2 separate regions of the Mus musculus genome follow, and region 1 is linked to region 2. Evidence: chromatin contacts called from public promoter capture Hi-C data. All regions are on one chromosome and are shown on one strand. Each heading gives the region's core, a stretch centred on a gene start, on an enhancer-like site or on the middle of the called end of the contact. The rest is flanking DNA. Distances are from core to core; before and after follow the strand shown.

The links. Promoter capture Hi-C pulls out the DNA fragments that hold promoters and counts their contacts.
Region 1: a contact with region 2 is called in a promoter capture Hi-C map of pre-B cells, with 11 times the contacts expected there. The contact joins the promoter of Cfap97 here to the promoter of Rwdd4a in region 2. A contact is called at or near these places in 7 of 39 promoter capture datasets (the C10 cell line, the HPC-7 cell line, hippocampal neurons and 3 more), 5 of 484 Hi-C or Micro-C datasets (B cells, CD4 T cells, CD8 T cells and 1 more), 2 of 115 datasets of contacts at active chromatin or transcription factors (fibro-adipogenic progenitors and microglia) and 2 of 9 other capture datasets (adipose tissue and liver).

The regions. Positions count from the first base shown.
Region 1 is chr8:46,161,449-46,167,503 of GRCm38.p6, reverse strand. Cfap97 (cilia and flagella associated protein 97) reads right to left here and starts at 3,853. Exons shown (of 5, transcript NM_025747.4): 1 at 3,755-3,853.
Region 2 is chr8:47,531,176-47,536,472 of GRCm38.p6, reverse strand. It overlaps Rwdd4a (RWD domain containing 4A), which reads right to left and starts at 2,828. Exons shown (of 8, transcript NM_203507.3): 1 at 2,530-2,828. The coding sequence starts at 2,553. Trappc11 (trafficking protein particle complex 11) reads left to right here and starts at 3,003. Exons shown (of 30, transcript NM_177240.3): 1 at 3,003-3,154.

The sequences.
Region 1 (6,055 bases), core at 2,604-5,103, 1.4 Mb after region 2:
TGTCAGAGGGGGACTGGGACTATAATTTAGAGGTGGAGATCTTGATCTCTAGCAAACAAGGTGATGGAATCTCCTCAAATAATAATAATAATAATAATAATAATAATATAATTATAATAATTTAGTGTAATTTTAGTGTAATTTTAGCTATCATAATATCTAGATAGATATCAAAGTCTACTCTTTCAAGTAATTTATAAAACTAATATTTAATTATTAATAATTAATTTTAAAAGATAAAGAATCCTCTTTATTTCTTATCAAAACAATTAACAGCAAATATAGATTATATATATATACACATACATACACACACACATATATGCTATCTTTTTGAATATATCTTTCATTGGGACTCTGAAGCACTCCTACTGTCCTTCTCCAGAAAGAGGGTAAAACAGACTTAACCAAAGACCAAAATCTTTATTATGTAATTTACTTGAAGTTTGTAGATCTGCTATAGTTAATATATATGGATGAAAAAGATACATATATAGTTATCTGTATTGGATTAAGAATAACATACAGATTTAAATAAGTTGAGGGGAGACAAAAGTTGACTTGCTAGAAGAGATGCCACTGCATTTTAACATTTCCCATTGCTATGACAACTACAATGTACAATATAAGTGAAAATATGCTTCATGTATGAAGAAGGATGAACTGAACCAGGCGTACCCAGGCATAAAGCTTGGCTTCACACATTCTGGTCTGTGATCCAGGGACATGTACAAGAATGCGTATATTAAGCTCTGTAACAGCAACGAGTTACAAACATCCTCTCCTAATGTCTAAGAAGAAATGGATAAGTAAAATAGTATCAAGATCTGATAAAAAGGATACATTGAGATCTATAAAGAAATAGTGTTGAATTAAAAATCAGGACTAAATGAGCAACAATAAATAACAGGAAACTATGTGGTAGTCTTCAGTAGGCACACACATAAAGACAAAGCCATAGACGATAGGTAGGAAGAGCATACATTAAACATCTATGAGTCTAAATGCAGGAAGAAAAGGAGGGGACAAAACTGAGGAAAGGCCAGTTAGGGCAGGATCCCCAGAATATTAGATAGCATTCTAGCCACTCACGTTAAAAAAAAAGTCAAAATACTCACTGAACAAATGGCAGGGACCTTTATAACCCAATTAGCTCCCCCTCCTTAAATGGTTTTTGTTTTGTTTTGTTTTGTTTTTGTAAGATAACTTATTGCTTATTGAAAACAATAAAGGCCTGAAATTACAGTTGGCTGTTTCCCTCCTCTATCATTTCTGGCTAATAACTTTGCAATTATAATGGTTTTTATGTTTCCTTAAATTTCAAAAGAACAGTTTGAAAGCACAACCTCAAGTATTATAATAAACCACATGTCATAGCTCAATGTAAGATAAATTCAGTAGGCCATGCTAATCTTTAAAGCACAGCAGTATAAAAATTGAAAAGTGCATGCCACATTTGAAGTAATGTTTCATGAAATTTATTTCTATCTTTATATATATTCCATATAGTAGTACTTGATATAAAACTTGTTTCTTACTGGGGGGGGTCTCATCAATGAGTTTGAAATGTCACTGATCTATGGAAATTCCAAATTGTTACTAAATGGTAATATAAGAGAAATGGATGGAAATTTAAATTGAGTAGTCCTGGAGTTTCAAGTGTTAAGGGCAATATTATCTCATCTAGGATAAGTACTTCCCAAATGGATAGACCCAGCACTAAATCAACCTAAAAATACATTGTACGAGCTCTAACGTAAATCTCTTGAAATTGAAGAATTTCATACTAGACAAAAAAAAAAATCACTAAATGATGAGATAGTTTGCAGAATCGTAGCCATAACCGAAAAGTCAGTTTAGGACCACTGAGATCACTGGGTCAGTAATGGTGCTTGCTACCAAGCCTGCCAGCCTGAGTTTGGTTCCTGGGACTTACAGGATGGAACAGGAGAACTAAGCCCTGGTCCTCCCAACCTCCACAAGTACTAATGAGTGTGTCCCCCAATAAGTTTATTAAAGAAAAAAGCAGTCATCATCGTAACAGAAGTTATTAATGGTTTGCTCAGAAACAGTAGTACATCTTGACTAACAGACATGTGACATCTTACTGAAGTGTATGCTTAGGTTTATTCAGAAGTAGGTTGGGTGAGATAGAAAAGCTTAAATAGTTCCAGTGCTCCAGTTGGGGGGAGGAGAGGGCGCTGGCGTGTGTTTGTAAACATGGTGCTGAGGTGGTGGATCCTTAAGGACTTGCTGGCCAGCCAGTCTTCTACTTGGTGAGTTCTAGGCCAAACAAGGCCATTTCTCAAAAGAGACGGTGAATGGCACCGGATGAAGGACACAGGAAATTGTACTGTGGTCTTCCACACTGATGCTGTCTCGTCTAATTAGTTTCTAGGGGTCCAAGAGCAGAACGGGAAGAGATTTGTCTAAAACTTTGCCTACGGGAGTCTCCTCACGAGACTGGCTAGCGTTGGACCCCTTATAGCGTGTGCTTATAAATCAACTACTAGTGAAGCCAAATTAAGAGGATCACCTGAGCTCTGGAGAAAGATGGAGAGAGGAGAGGATGGGGCGAGGAGGAGGTGGAGGTATAGCCACTCTTACCAGACTGGGCGCTCCAGAGGTCTTTCTTGTTCACCTTTATACATCCAGTGTCTAGAAAAAGACCTACAACAGTTGGGTTTATCCCACAAAGAGGTCTGGAGATTTAAGGCTCAGCCCAGGTTCTTACTCTGCCTCCTATGTAAACAGAATAAAACCATCATGTTTCCAGCGTATTTTGATAATGTCCCTCTCTCCGCTGGAGAGGTGGCCCACTGCCTAGTGTATGTCAAATTTCTGGTGTTTATAGTCAGAATTTCTATTGGGCAAGAGTGGCTGTACACACACAAACTTAAGTTCCAGGAAAACTTAGCGGACGATCTCCCTCATTAACGATTCTTTTGCCAAAATTTACATCAAGGTTGCTTCTAATTCAACTTACATTCGGGAATAGGCAAGAAAAATTGTAGCTTTATAGGATCGTTAAGATTATCTTACAACACACGGGAGAAGGATAAAAATCAAAGGATGGTTCATGAGACTCTAACAACCCTCTGGTGGATCGAGCCAGGTTGCTGTCAAAGCTACCTGGAAGTTACTTGGAGAGTGATGTTTTAGCTTATGCAGAACTAGCAGTAGAAATAACAGCGCTTTCCCAATACACCAGAAAGAATACTCGAATAACCTGTCATTAAAAACGGCATTTTGTACATTTGAGATAAGTCCTTATCTGTCGATATGGACACAATAGGGCACCAAATTAAGCATACAAAAATCTTGGCTCAAACTGAACACCTGGTTTTCAGGAGTCTGGGGCTTCTTCCAGGACCCCAGTCGGTTGCCTCTTCACACTCAGTGCCTCAGAGCTGTGGGTTCGGGTTCAAGCGCCCGGAGAGGGGCAGCCGTGGGCTCGGACCCCGACTCCACGCCTCCTCTCGCGTCCTGCGGGCCGGGCTATCGTTTTTTTTTTTTTTTTTTTTTTTTTAATAGCGGTTACCACGTCGCTCGCCCTGCGGGCTAGCGAGGCCGAGGTGGCGGCGCCTAGGGCTGAGGACAGCCTGTGTCCCCCCCACCGTGGAGGCTCGGCGGTACCCACCCCGGGTGCTCGCCTCCGTCGGGCACTGAACCGGGGAAACGGACCCCGAACGCAGGGGAGGGCCGTCTCGCCCGCTGGAGACCGACCGGATGCGGAAGCCCGAGCGCCGCTCACCTGCGAACTGTGGCCGCCACGGACTCTTGCGCCCCGCGGAGCGTTCGGGTTCTCGCTCGCTCTGCGCACGCGCAGCCACACCTCCACCGTTCTCCCTCCCCCGCGGTAGAAGCTAACGGAGACCGGCGCACGCCTGAGCGCGGGCGGAAGCTCCGGGGGTTGGACTCAGCGGAAGGGGAAAGGCGGGGCGAGCGCGGAGCCGAGTCTCTGCCGGCGAGGGTGAGGGCTGCGCTCCTGTCGTCCGTAGTTCCGGGAGACCCGGTCAAAGTGATCAGGCCGGCGCTGCAGGGGCGACAGCTTCTCGGCAGGACCTCGCGAGGTCTCGGAGGCTCATGGAAAGGAGGCCACCAAGGCCTCCCTGTTGTCCAGGGCATCACCTGCTCGCCTACCCACGACGCTGCGGTAGGTCTAGACGTCCGGGATGGTTTCCTAAAAAGACGCTGTAATCTTGTAATTCTGTAACAAGATGACAATAATAAAAATGGAGGACGACTGTGTGTTTTGTTCGATTTTATTTCAGCAAAACGCTGTTTACACGAACCAGTCCTGGTGGCGGATGCCATTGGTCTCAGCACTTGGGAGTAGAGGGAGAGGAATCCCTGTGTTCTACATAGTGACTTCCAGGCCAGCCAGGGCTATATCGTGAGGCCCGTGTCAAAGGAGGAAAAAATTTCAAATTCAAGCATAGTTAATATGCACCGGGGCAGGTAACCCATAAAGGATGGCCCTTCTGATGGTGAAGGTCCACTTTAAGCAATATAAAAAATGATCTCTATAGACGGTTGAGTGCCTTAATTTCTTGTTGACACATCTAAGGGTCAGGAATGGCAGTACACTCCTGATCTCTATCCTCTAATCACCAGAGTACACGAATATGTTACTTTATCTGGCACAAGAATTTAGCTGATGCAATTAAATTTACATTATCCAGGAGCTCATTGTGTAATCAGCCACTATAAATCCCTATAAAAGGGAGAGGCAAAAGCTTCCAAGCCAGTTAGTTGTAGGAGCTGGGACACAAAATAGTTGAGTGATGTGTGGAAGAGTCAATGAGCCAAAGAATGCATGCATCTCTGGAAGACTGAAAAGAGGGGAGAAGTGGCTTCTACCCCGAAAGAACTCAAATATGCCTGGATTTTAGATTTCTGACCTCCACAGCTCCCTAATCCAAATCAATGAGTTGTTTTATACATCTAACTTTGTAGTAATTTGTTACAGCCATAATAAGTTCTCAGCACTTAAATAAAGGTACTAAGGAAGCAAGCACAAACTTAACATTATATCCTAGGGACTACGAGTGTATTGTTTGTCAGAGCCATGACAGAATAGCTAACACAGTGAGGAAAGATGTGTTGACTCACATTTTGAGAGGGTTCAGTCCTTCATGGCACTACAGAGCAGCAGTTTGTGGAATTATAAGACTGGAGAATCTGGCCTACAGGAAGAGGCCAGGGCAAGGTATAATGCTAGAGATACCTCTAGTGACCTTCTTCCACCTAGGCGCCACCTCCTCCCTATCACCACCTGCTAATAATGCCAGCATATTATGAATCCATCAAGGGTCACTTCATTGATGAGATCAGAGCCCACATGATGTCTCTGGAAATGCCCTCCAGACACACCCAGAGGTGAGCTTCACTAAGTGTCTAGGTGTCTAATCGTGTGTGTGTGTGTGTGTGTGTGTGTGTGATCACAACCACAGCCATCAGACTCAAGAAAGGACTCTTATTTTGAACAATATATTTTATATTTTTGGGGTCCTGATTATTAACAAAGAGAAACTTTTTTTCTTCATTTTGTTGGCTCAAAGACAGTATTTCACTTAATTTTTAACTAATGAAAAAATATTCTGTCAGGGTAGATATAAAGTGTTTGAGTAGACATTTCTCCAAAGAAGATACAAATAGCCAACAACACAAGAAAACACAGGGACTTCACTAAAAATGATTTGAACGAAAATAACCTCTATATGCATGTATTTGAATACTTGGTCCTCAGTTGGTGGAACTGTTTGGGAAGGAGTAAGGTGTGCCTTGTTGGAAGTGTGGCACTAGGGGTGAGCTTTGGCAAAGATCTCAAAAGCCTTCTACTGCTCTGCCTCCTGCTTTTGGATTAAGAAGGGAGTTGTCATCTGTCCCTGCTGCCATGCCATGCCTTTGCACTGCTATCATGGACTCTGACCCTCTGAAACTGGGAACCCAACTAATTGCTCTATTTTATAAGTTGCCTTGGTCACGTTGCTTTGACACAGCAATAAAAAAGTCGCTTAAGACACTACCCATTAAGGAACTGCATATCAAA
Region 2 (5,297 bases), core at 1,579-4,078:
GCAGACTAAAGAGGGTGACCTTGATTTATTCTCCATGTACAATTTTCAGATTAGATCATAAAGAAACAGGGCAGGCGAGCTTAGAATCCTTAGGACTCTGCAAGCATTACATCACGATATAGCTCAACAATCCTTCTCAGCGGAACTCTGTACTTTAGAGAAGGTCGGCGGACTCAGTCTCTTTAGATCCCAGCAAGGATCCCTTTCCAGGACAGATCAGCACAAAAACAATGCAGAACAGCAACAACAAAGAAAAACACAGACATTCAAACTGGACTCGAGAATGTCACTTTGGCCATAATCTCTTTCCATATTCTAATTAATAACTTGGGCAGGAACAAAAAGAGATGACAGGTTGTTAAAATGGATGGATGGTAATCTGATAAGAAAATATAAGTCAAGCCGATGAAAGAATTAGGACAGCCCCCTCCAAAGTTCTTTTAAACCAAGTTATGATAATATTTAACAGGGTAAATATTAACATTATCACATTAGATATTGCATTTAACACCTAAATATATAAGTAGAGGATGTGGGATGAACTACTTTGTAGAAAGCACTAAGTGGATGTGGACAGACAGTAAATCAGAAGACAGTGTGATGCAACGGTTTCAGCAGAGGCAAATGGAGGGGATTCTGTCCTTATACTCAGTTCAGGACAGCACAGGAACTAAGATACATGAACAAAAGTGAACTGGAAACATATGATGTGTTTTTAGTTGTTTTGTTTTATTTTTCAAAGGCAGTATCTTCAAAACCGGGCAGGAAACTATCTTCAAAGATCCAGACACCTATCATGAGGAAGAATAAAACTTCGCTGCTGAAATCAAAGATTCCTGGACTCTACCACAGAAATTCTGACTCGTTAGGTCTGAGGTGGAGTCAGCAACCAGTGGTGATGGTGGCCCGGCAGTCAAATCCATTAAGTGTTACATTGTGCTTTGCTCGGAGAAAGAACTATTTTCAAACTGACACAGAATAATTTTATTGGTTGGGGCTGGAGAGATGGCTCAGGGGTTAAGAACGGAGAGACCTGGTTCAATTTCTAGCACTTATATGGTGGTTCCCAGCTGTCTAGAACACCAGTTCGGGTATCCAACATCCTCTTCCAGCCTCTTTGGGTACCAGACACCCGAGTGGTACACATACATATATGTAGGCAAAACACTCATATATGTTAAAAAAAAAAACTATTTTAAAAATTGTATTTATTTATGGGATACAATGCAGTTCTTTGGTAAGTGTCCCTGTTACAACTATCACCCCAAGTTTTCAACCACTTATTTGTCAATGAATCATTCGAAGCTCTTCTAGCTATTATGAAATGCACAGGGTACTGTAAAACGAGTCATTCACTGTGTAAAATGACATTAGACTTTCCTCTTCTCCATTTATGTCTGTAACCACTCACTAGTAGTCTCTAACCCTTCCTCTCTAGTCTCCCTCACCTGGATTTATTAATGCTTTGGATTCATTGAACTGGTAAGAATATTTTAGCAGGATATTCAGATACCAATTACCTTGTGAATGTGGGGTTCCTGTATGGAGTATTTGTAGTCTAGATTCTATTAACACCCACATTGTCAAATGTTAATTTTTAAGCAACATATTCAAAACAAACAACAAATTACTATGTATCTACTACTACACAAGGAGTCTACTGCTACATAAGATTTGTCTTCTTTGTTTGAGAAGGCATTTTTGGAACACCAGGCTAGTCTCAAACTCTGACATCAGCCTGCCTCTGCCACCCTAACACTGGGATTAAAGGCGTACACCACTACCGCCAGGTGGGATTTATCTTCTAATCCTTACTCTACCACGTTCACCAAGCTAGGGTGCTCTTTTTCCTTTTTCATCTGGACACATTACAGAGTTGGAAAGTTCAATGACAGGTGATTTATAGGACCTATTCCTTCCGACTTTGATATTTTGCAAAGCAAACAAACCACCACCACCAATAACAACAACAACAAAAACCAAAACACAAACTACAAAATTCTGATTGACATGAGGATGCTCAAAAATATTGTATATCCCTCAACAACAGACTGAGGAGTGACTTCACTGAGCATTATGGACAGAAACCGAAACACCAGGGTCATTCATTTTTCTGTAGAGATTTTACTTACTCGATCGACCCTTTCCACGAGACCACAAGTTTTCAAATTTAAAGGCGTTCAGATTTGAAGACAGAATAACTCGACACACAAGCGCTAAGCCACACAAGGGATTTAAGGACGGCCAAGTGCTCTAGGGTCGTGGACCAAGGACACTCATCTTACCAAGGAAATCTAGGAAGACCTAAATACAAAAATGACAAATGAGGGAAGCGGGAGGCTGAGTCTCACGTAACCCATTCGTGCTTGCTGGCCATAAGGTTGCCCAGTGCTATCTGGCAGGGGAACCACCAACGTGGGACATCCGGACAGGCGAAGAAGGTTCTCAGAGCAAAGGACACGTGCGAAGTCTGGGTGCTCCACGTCGTGACCTGCGCCGGGACAGGGGTGTCTAGTCCTGGGTTCTCACCTCTTGGTCCTCGTTGGCACCCATCGTGCCGGGCGCACGGCGTTCGCTACCGCGATGAACGGGCGGGCAGCGGGCGGGAGGCCGGGGCACCCCGTTTCCGCGCCTCGGTCTAGAGAAATCCTCCTCGCAGCCGTGGGTACGACCTCGTGCGCTCCAGATCCTCGGCAGCACCAAGCCACCGGCAGTCGATTGTGGGCCGGGAACCCAGGATCGCGTTATGTGTGATCGGGAACCGGGATCACGTTAAGGGACACCTAGACCTCTGACCAGTTACTGATGGGCGGTACCGAGGAAGCCCCGCCCCTTCTCACGATCGCGTCTCCTATTGGCTCCTTCTCTTTCCGCCCCCAACTCTTTCTCCTCTAGGAAATGGAACACCTTCCTAACAAGGAAACCCGTTCTATTCCAGGACTGGTGTGGAGTGCTGTCACTCAAGCCCAGGAAGTGCTTCCTGTGCCAGCGGAGGCGGGGAAAAGGAAGTGTCGCCTTCTGTCGCCCGGTCTGCGGCTGGGGCTGTTGCTTGTCGGTGGCCGCATTCCTAGACGCCCCTGCCTGGCTCTCTTGCCTCTTTCGGGGCTGACGGCGACTCGCCGCAGCTGCAGCGGGTCCAGGGCGTGCGGCCAGGGTGAGTTGGGCCCAGAGACCTTCCAGGCCAGGCTATCCCGGCTGGCTTGGTGGCCTGCGTTTCCCCTTGGCGTCCACCGATGCAATCTTGGCGTTTCTCCTTCCCCTGCAAAGAATTATTGCCAGAGAGGTGGGAGTGGTGGAGGAAAATAATGTCAGTTTCTAGGACTTTGAGGTTATTCTCCTTGCCCAGTGGCAGCTACTAGAGCCTAATGCTGAGATCCTAGGGACAGCCCTTTGGTTCTTCATTTGAGCGTTTTGCAATCGGATGTCTCTGAATCCTTGCTTGTTAGCCGGTGACTTGCATCCCAAACCACCTGTTTATTGATAGCCGTCTTCTTTAGTAGATACTCTGATTGGGTTAGCTTGTTTCTCTTCTATGATAGATTGCACTGACGAGGTGATCTGGTGCTGAGGACTTAACTTTGTACTTCTCCATGTTCCCTCTCTGTCAATGGTTTGCTTGGTTTCTCCATTATTTTCCGGGAAATCAGGAAGCGATTTCTTTCCTGTGTGTCACTGAAATCTATTCAGTCAACACTTGTCCTGTTCCGTTCCTTTTTAAATTTTCCTACAGCATAGTCAGGACCATTGCAAGTGTCCAAGCTTGTAAGGTAGAATAAAGCCGGGATTGCTGGTGTAGTTTTCATGACGTTGTTGGAAAAGATTTACACTGTCAGCTGTGAGAGCCAGTAACTAAGGGAAGGCTAGAGAGCACTTGAAATCTGCTAGTTTAACGGAGGGTGTGCAGTTCCTATAAAATACGCACAGGCTTGAAGACAATGCACAAATAGGTTTTTACAAGTTCATCGATAACTTATAATGATGTTTGGAAAATATTGTTGGCTAAAATAGAATATATCTAAAATCCCACATCTTTCTTTTTCTTTTGGGGGGGAGTTGGGAGGCTGTCTTTGATATCTCCATAGCCCTGGCTGGCCTGAAACTGCCCCCTGCCTCTGCCTCTCCAATGATGGGTTTTCAGGAGTGCTTTCTGAGCCAACTTCTCTTTTCCCTTCTAACATAACTGCTGGAAATTTTGACTTTTTTTTTCTTTGATTCATGCTGTATACCTCTCAGGTGGTGCTAATTTTAAAACTTTGCAAGTTTATTCTACTTCCCCTTATAGCCGGTCAATATTCAAGGGCCACAGCTATTTCTTTGGAGCCTCTAAGATCAAGGGAAAAGGCCCTTTCACATTCTCATCTAGACTGTTTGGTTTTAGGCAGATATGGTAGCCATATTATATTTTGACCACTTCTATTTTGCTCTTCATCTTACTCCCCAGAAGCTGTGGATTTCTTTGCCCTCATAGCACAACCCTCCCCAAAGGTCTTTTGAAGCAGTTCTGCAAGCTTATGGTGTAGATACATCATTTCTGGCAAGCTTTCCAACTCATGTTGCACTATCCATTGTTCCTTTAGCGTTTGAGTGTGAGGTAGCTAATTAGTAAAGGTGATTAGCGTTTCAGGTAGAAATAATCCACATTTTAGGGACCAGGTGGCATTTACACTAAAAGTTTCCCAGAGATTACCTTGTGGTGTGTATAATGTGATGATGGCGATCACTGTTTAAAAAAGCAGGTGATAAATCCTGTCAGAAATAAGGAACTGTTTTAAATAGATAGTGACCCTTTTGATTGGAATAAGCACCTTTTTTGTACAGTCATTTTGTAAAGTTAATGCATACCTGCGTTTATTGTAGACTTAACGAAAGGACACAATACCAACATGCCCTAGGGATTTCCATTCATTACTGGTGTCTCTCTTAGACATTTTCCTTTACCTATTATGTCATCCTATATTATGAAAATCAAAAAAGCAGCTATTAAATAATTCACACTTTATATGAATTATATTCTAAGTATTGAGAAATTAGATAATTGTAATTCCAAAGAAATCAGAGAAAGTTAGATTTTTATATATATATATATATATATGTAAGTCAATAGCTTTTTAACTTTTATTGACTGTGGTTGATAACGGGGCACGTATATGACTTGAATATTTTTAATAAGATTTTTGAGACAGAGTCTTACTTTACTGTTTTACACCAGCCTGTCTTGGACACTTGGTCCTCCTGTATCAGCCTCCTGCACTCTGGGATTTCAGCATGTGCCAGCATACCAGGCTGGAACTACTTTA